Regions from separate parts of the Mus musculus genome. Here region 2 is linked to region 1. Evidence: chromatin contacts called from public HiChIP or PLAC-seq data. All regions are on one chromosome and are shown on one strand. Each heading gives the region's core, a stretch centred on a gene start, on an enhancer-like site or on the middle of the called end of the contact. The rest is flanking DNA. Distances are from core to core; before and after follow the strand shown. Region 1 has its middle 25 kb from the start of Gm15524. Region 2 holds the start of Mipol1 (mirror-image polydactyly 1).

What was found. HiChIP or PLAC-seq counts read pairs in DNA pulled down with a chosen protein or histone mark.
Region 2: a contact with region 1 is called in an H3K4me3 HiChIP or PLAC-seq map of embryonic limb bud, with 3 times the contacts expected there. The contact joins the promoter of Mipol1 here to the enhancer-like site in region 1. A contact is called at or near these places in 2 of 39 promoter capture datasets (cranial neural crest and maxillary cranial neural crest) and 6 of 115 datasets of contacts at active chromatin or transcription factors (acute myeloid leukemia, craniofacial prominence, embryonic limb bud and 3 more).

Annotation. Positions count from the first base shown.
Region 1 is chr12:56,668,706-56,671,405 of GRCm38.p6, forward strand. No RefSeq gene overlaps it. Among named protein-coding and RNA genes, the nearest start is that of Gm15524, 25 kb to the right of the region's middle. Within about 2 kb of position 1,291, at least 10 of the 459 cell types and tissues checked have an H3K27ac peak or open chromatin away from gene starts, as enhancers often do. A contact at or near this core is called in embryonic limb bud, where this site is marked.
Region 2 is chr12:57,229,135-57,231,834 of GRCm38.p6, forward strand. It overlaps Mipol1 (mirror-image polydactyly 1), which reads left to right and starts at 1,291. Exons shown (of 10, transcript NM_001164370.1): 1 at 1,291-1,477. Prps1l3 (phosphoribosyl pyrophosphate synthetase 1-like 3) reads left to right here and starts at 1,278. Exons shown (of 2, transcript NM_001037746.3): 1 at 1,278-1,477.

The DNA of each region.
Region 1 (2,700 bases), core at 41-2,540:
TCCAGAACAGCCTGGGCTACAAAGAGACCCTGTTTCAAAAAGCCTTAAAAATGAATGAATGAATGAATGAATGAAACCACAATATAGACTATTAAAATGTGGTTATGTTTCATAACATCTCACTGAAAATAGATACTTCTAGTATCAAGTGTTCAAGGTTAGCAAGCAACTCATCCATTAACTGCTCTTGAAATGTGTGCTTTTGTCTCACAAACACCCAGCCTCTACAAGACATTTATTTCTACCCTTTTAAGTGGCTATTTGCAAACAGCTTATCTAACAGTGTTACCAATGCTCTTGTTTTATAGCTATATTGCTTTTATTCAAACAGTATTGATAAACAATTAAGAAGATACAGACAGGTTCACAGAGAAGTAAGATGCAGGTACATATTTAAATGTGGTTGATAAGTCTGAATCTGTATATTTTGTACAAAAAATCCATTTTTTAAAAAACACTTAAACATTTTCTTAAAAATTTAAACAGATTATTAAAGGAAAGTTTTGAGGGATAAACCATTCTAGAATGGGAAAAACAAGTTCAACTTCTCTAATATCTATTTAGTCCTTTCCTTATTTATTTATTTATTTATTTATTTATTTATTTATTTACTTGATACAGAGTCTCACTATGTCTTCCAGGCTGGCCTCAGATGCAAGACCTTTCTGCTTTGCCTCCAAGTGCTGGGATTACAGCCCTTTGTCACCAGCTCCTGTCCACATTTGGAACGGATGTTTTGTGAAAGTGAATAGCCAGGGTTGCATAAGCCCTTTGGTCCATTCTGAGGGAGGCCACACAGAGAAAGGGACTATGCTCTTAGTTTTTCTCCCTGGGATTGGAGGCCCCAGCTGCTCTAGTGGAAGATGGCCCACAGACAGTGCTTGTGCTTGGTACATTCTGCTGAGCAGATTTAAGACTCTCCACTGCTTGCCTGAGGGCAGTTAGTCACATTCCACAGAGTGGACATATGGTGTATGGAATAATTGTTCATTTCCATGTGCTGTGAAAAGGGGTTTAGAAGGACAAAGCTCTCTCTCTCTCTCTCTCTGAACTTCTTTTCCCCTGAGAAACTGCAGAGTTTTGACCCACTTCACATCCGCCTCCTGCCTCTGGTTTTGAAATTTGCAGACGGACGGCTTGTTTGCTTGTTAGCATGAAAGGCTTTCTCTGGGTCTGTGCTTGTTAGTAAAGAACCAACAAGCATTGCGGTCCAAAGGTAATCACAGAATGAAATCCCTTCCAGATGGCAAACCCCACTCCTGATGCCGAAACCAGACTTTGCTGTTGCAGTGGGCCAGGTATGCAATGGCTCTCACCCAATCCTATTAGGGTTTCGAATGTGCACATGTGTTCCTGTCCTCCTCTGCTCGCACTTCCTCTCCTTCTTCTGTCACCTCTTACGTTGCTCGGCTTGGATCCATTTCAATCAGAAGAGTAAAATCAAAGCTGCATAAAACTTAAGTCTCAATTCTCCCATAAGTATCTGCGCTTCTGTTATATTGGGCTCTATTATATGATGACAGTTCTGTTAGGGCTGCAGCCACCAAGGACAGAATTAACTCTTTCTCCTAGCTGCCTACTTGCGCGACTTCACAAAGCTTGTCCCAGACAAAGCGCAACCGCGAAGAACACTTCTCTGGAAAGCTGGTTAAGCAGCGCCAGAAGGGATGAAGGATTACTACGCATGCTCAGCTGAGAATGGGTGTAGAAACGAGGTCAACTGGGCCGAGCAGAAGCCACCCCCCCCACCCCCCCGCAGACAGGCTGTGTGGGCTCTGCCATAGCATAGGAGATGGCGTCTTCAATCCCTACAAGCTGAAGTAGATGAGCGTTTCCCACAGGCTGTTTGAGAAAGGGACATAGAAAGGAAGAAAGCGAGACTGTGAAAAGAACATAGCACTAGAAAACTCTCTCCAAGTTATTGAACCACAGTACCAAGAGCTGAGGAAGAAAACTCATCAGGACAACTTTCCAAGAAAAATTCCCGTTACACACTGATTTCCTTCACTCCAAAAGTGACTGCCGTGGAGTTAACTTTCAGTTACCCTCTCAGCTTAATTCTAGAAGTATCTCAGTGACGGAATCTTTTCATTCTGTCCCTAACTAGTCGTCTTTACCAGGCCTCCACCGAAGCTCCTGTGGGCATGCGGGAGGACAGGCATCCGCGTGATCTGACCACATGTAAATAGGTAAAGCGCAGTGGGACATTTACATTCAGGCTCTAGAAGGACTCTCATTTTAAAATGTTTTCACTTATTTGGCTTGTGTGCTGATGGTGTACTTGCTGACTCATCGTTTCCATTGTGTATAATTTATTATATATTTTAACAGAAATATATTTCTTCTCAGGAAATATAGCATATAGTTTTCCTCACATTTAGCCATTTATTCCCAGATGTTTATATCCACAAGGTCCAAGAACTCCATAAAACTTAGGAAAGCAGCACATTGAAAATATCTACCCACAACCCATAAAAGAACGTGCGTAGTAAAAACGGTCCCATGTGCCAGTCCTTCCTCCAATACAAATCTTGCCAGTGTTTGAGAGTATCTTTCCAAAGGTGCAATGTGGGTAGATACCCGAATCCTGTATTTCCCTGTCACTGAGACAGTTCAAGATAAAACTGAAGAAATTCATGTATTCAACTCTTTTGGAAGATTTTAAAGAGATTGAATGGCTGGCGAAGTTTTTGTTTTATT
Region 2 (2,700 bases), core at 41-2,540, 560 kb after region 1:
TAGGGCTCATTGTTTAGAAGTTAGTGTGGCCTCTTTTTTGGAAACTTTTGCTATGTATCCCAGGCTGTCCTGGAATTCACGTTCACTCTTCAAAGGTTCAGAATTACAGATGTGTACCACCATAATCATATTTTTTTAGTGGTGGTTTGTTTACATAAAAATATGATTCAACTCCGACTAATGTAAAGTAATAAATAAAATTTAAAAATGCATTTAAAGCCTGAATCTGTCACAAGTCACTAGTACTAGTCATTAGTTACATAAATAATGAAACTTTTTCTTTTTAGTATTATGCTCTATTTATTCCAAATAATTTCCATCTGGTCATCTCATCCTTTTTTTCCATGCTTCATTCCTCCTGTCACCTACTTTGTGGAGTATGTGGCACTTCTGAAAGGTGAACCTTTGCTAGAGGAAATGGGTCACTGCTTTTTGGTTATAGAGCCCAGCTCCATTTTCTATTCTCTTGTTTTTTGACTGGATGGCTAGCCACTTTGCCATCCTGCCTTTATTAGCATGGTGGACACGGATCTCGTATTGCTATAAGCCAAAATAAAGTCTTTCACGAACTTTGTCTATTAATTCAGAAAATAAATATAATTTTCTGCTGTGGGTGTAAAAAATTACTATTATTACTGTTACCCCAGCATCCAGAAGACTACTTGGCATGTAGTATGCCCTCAATAAATAGATAAGTTAGAGTGACTTCAATAGCTCAACACTAAATTACCAGAGCATCAGTGGCTAGGGTGGGGTGCAGGAGTTCTAGATTAGATAGGGCAGCATAGGGACACTACTTCTCTTTCTTTAAAAGGAGAAAAATATTCGAATATTATCAGCTATATCATCTAATAGAATTCCACATTACTCCTATACTTCGCTTTAAAAATATCCCTGGCGTTCAGCCCTTTCTTTTAAGTTCTGCGATTGAACATTCTGAGTACACCCTTTCTAGTCCTGAAGTCAAAATGTCACCAGCCTTAAAGCTTTTCTGAAACCATTGGCCGATGTCTAAGTCTCACTCTGGCTCACTTCGCAGGACCTTTCCTTCTGTCCCCGCAAAGCACTGCGCACAGAAGGAAACCACTGCCCAGTGAAGATACTCCATGGGATGAGCCCGAGAACCACACATTTCCCCAGTTAGCGCGCACTGGTTGTCAGCTCCTCCCACAGAACGCGACCTCGAGGTCGCCTTCCTTTCCAGCAGCCCGGAACCATCCTTGAGCCCTCCAGCTCGCCGGAAGCCCCGCCCCGTCCCGCCCCGCCCCGCGGCAGCCAGCGGACTCGCGCATGCTCGCTGCGCGCAGCCTCGTCCCCGCGTGCTCTCGCGCGCTTCCTCTCGCCCGCTCTGCTCTTTTTGGTTACTCAGGGGCACGCGCAGCGTTTCGCGCGACGATTGGCTGCCTCGGTGGCGGCGCCACAGGACCGGGCAACTACGCGAGCGGAGTGGGCGCTTAAGGATCCCGCGGCTCCTCAGGTAACGGCGTGGACCGGGAGCGGCTGGGGGAGGGGGGAGAACCTCAGGGTGGCCTGCAGCCCGCCCGGGACTTCCGGCCGCGGCCCCTGGAGGTGCAGGAGCGCTGCGTGGCCCGCGTCGCGGCGTCCTCAGGTGACAACACCGCTCCTTCTCCAGGTTTCGGCCTCATGGCGTCATAGTCTTTCAAAAGTTAAGAAGGGACGAACAATGACTCGGAAGTGTGGGCTGTTTTTCCTCTAAGCTTTGACGAGTTAGGGTTTCAGTCCTGGCGGGACCGCGGATCCACTCTGTGCTTTTGCGGGACACTTGAGCGATTCACAGTTCTCACCCTTCAAAGTGCGAGCAAAAACCCCAGTGTAGTTCAGTATGCCCGGCGCCTACATTAGTAAGATGCAGCTGCAAACTCTGCCTTCACTACATTCAAGATTTGGCTTTTCTTTTTTTTCTTTTTCTTTTTGGTTTTTTTTTCGAGACAGGGTTTCTTTGTATAGCCCTGGCTGTCCTGGAGCTCACTTTGTAGACCAGGCTGGCCTCGAACTCAGAAATCCGCCTGCCTCTGCCTCCCGAGTGCTGGGATTAAAGGTGTGCGCCACCATCGCCCGGCCAAGAGCTGGCTTTTCTAACTGGAGGATGACACCACCCAGTGGTATTGGTGAAGTACTTGAAGTTGGACACTACAAGATAGAAGAATAGACTAGGTTTCTAAGAGAATAGGCCTTTGGAAGGGCTCCTTGAGCGTTTTGATGTCCGTTAATTCCCGATGGTGGTAGACAGCTAAAGAAGGACAGTTTTAACCTGTCTCACGAGTTACCTCACTTTGCAAAGTTTCGTATTGCCATCTGGAATGAACCTCACATCAAAGGACAGTTAGTTACATAATCATTACATAGGCTATCATCCCGTACCTCAATGTGCCTCAAACTAGAGTGACTTGAGAGGAGGGTAGTTAAAGGAGGAATTGCCTCCATCAGATTGGGAACATTTTCTTGATTAATGATTGATATGAGAGGGCCCAGATCACTGGGTTTTTTCAGCCCCAGGCAGGTTGGACCGCAGTTGTTAAGGAAGCAAACCAAGCATGCTATGGAGAGCAAGCCAGTAAGCAAGGTTACTCCCTGGTCTCTGCTTCAGTTCCTGTTTCCAGGTTCCAGCCTTGAGCTCTTTGCCTTGTTGCCCTGGATGGCGATGGATGCTGACCCTCCACTATGTTTGTTTTTGGTCAT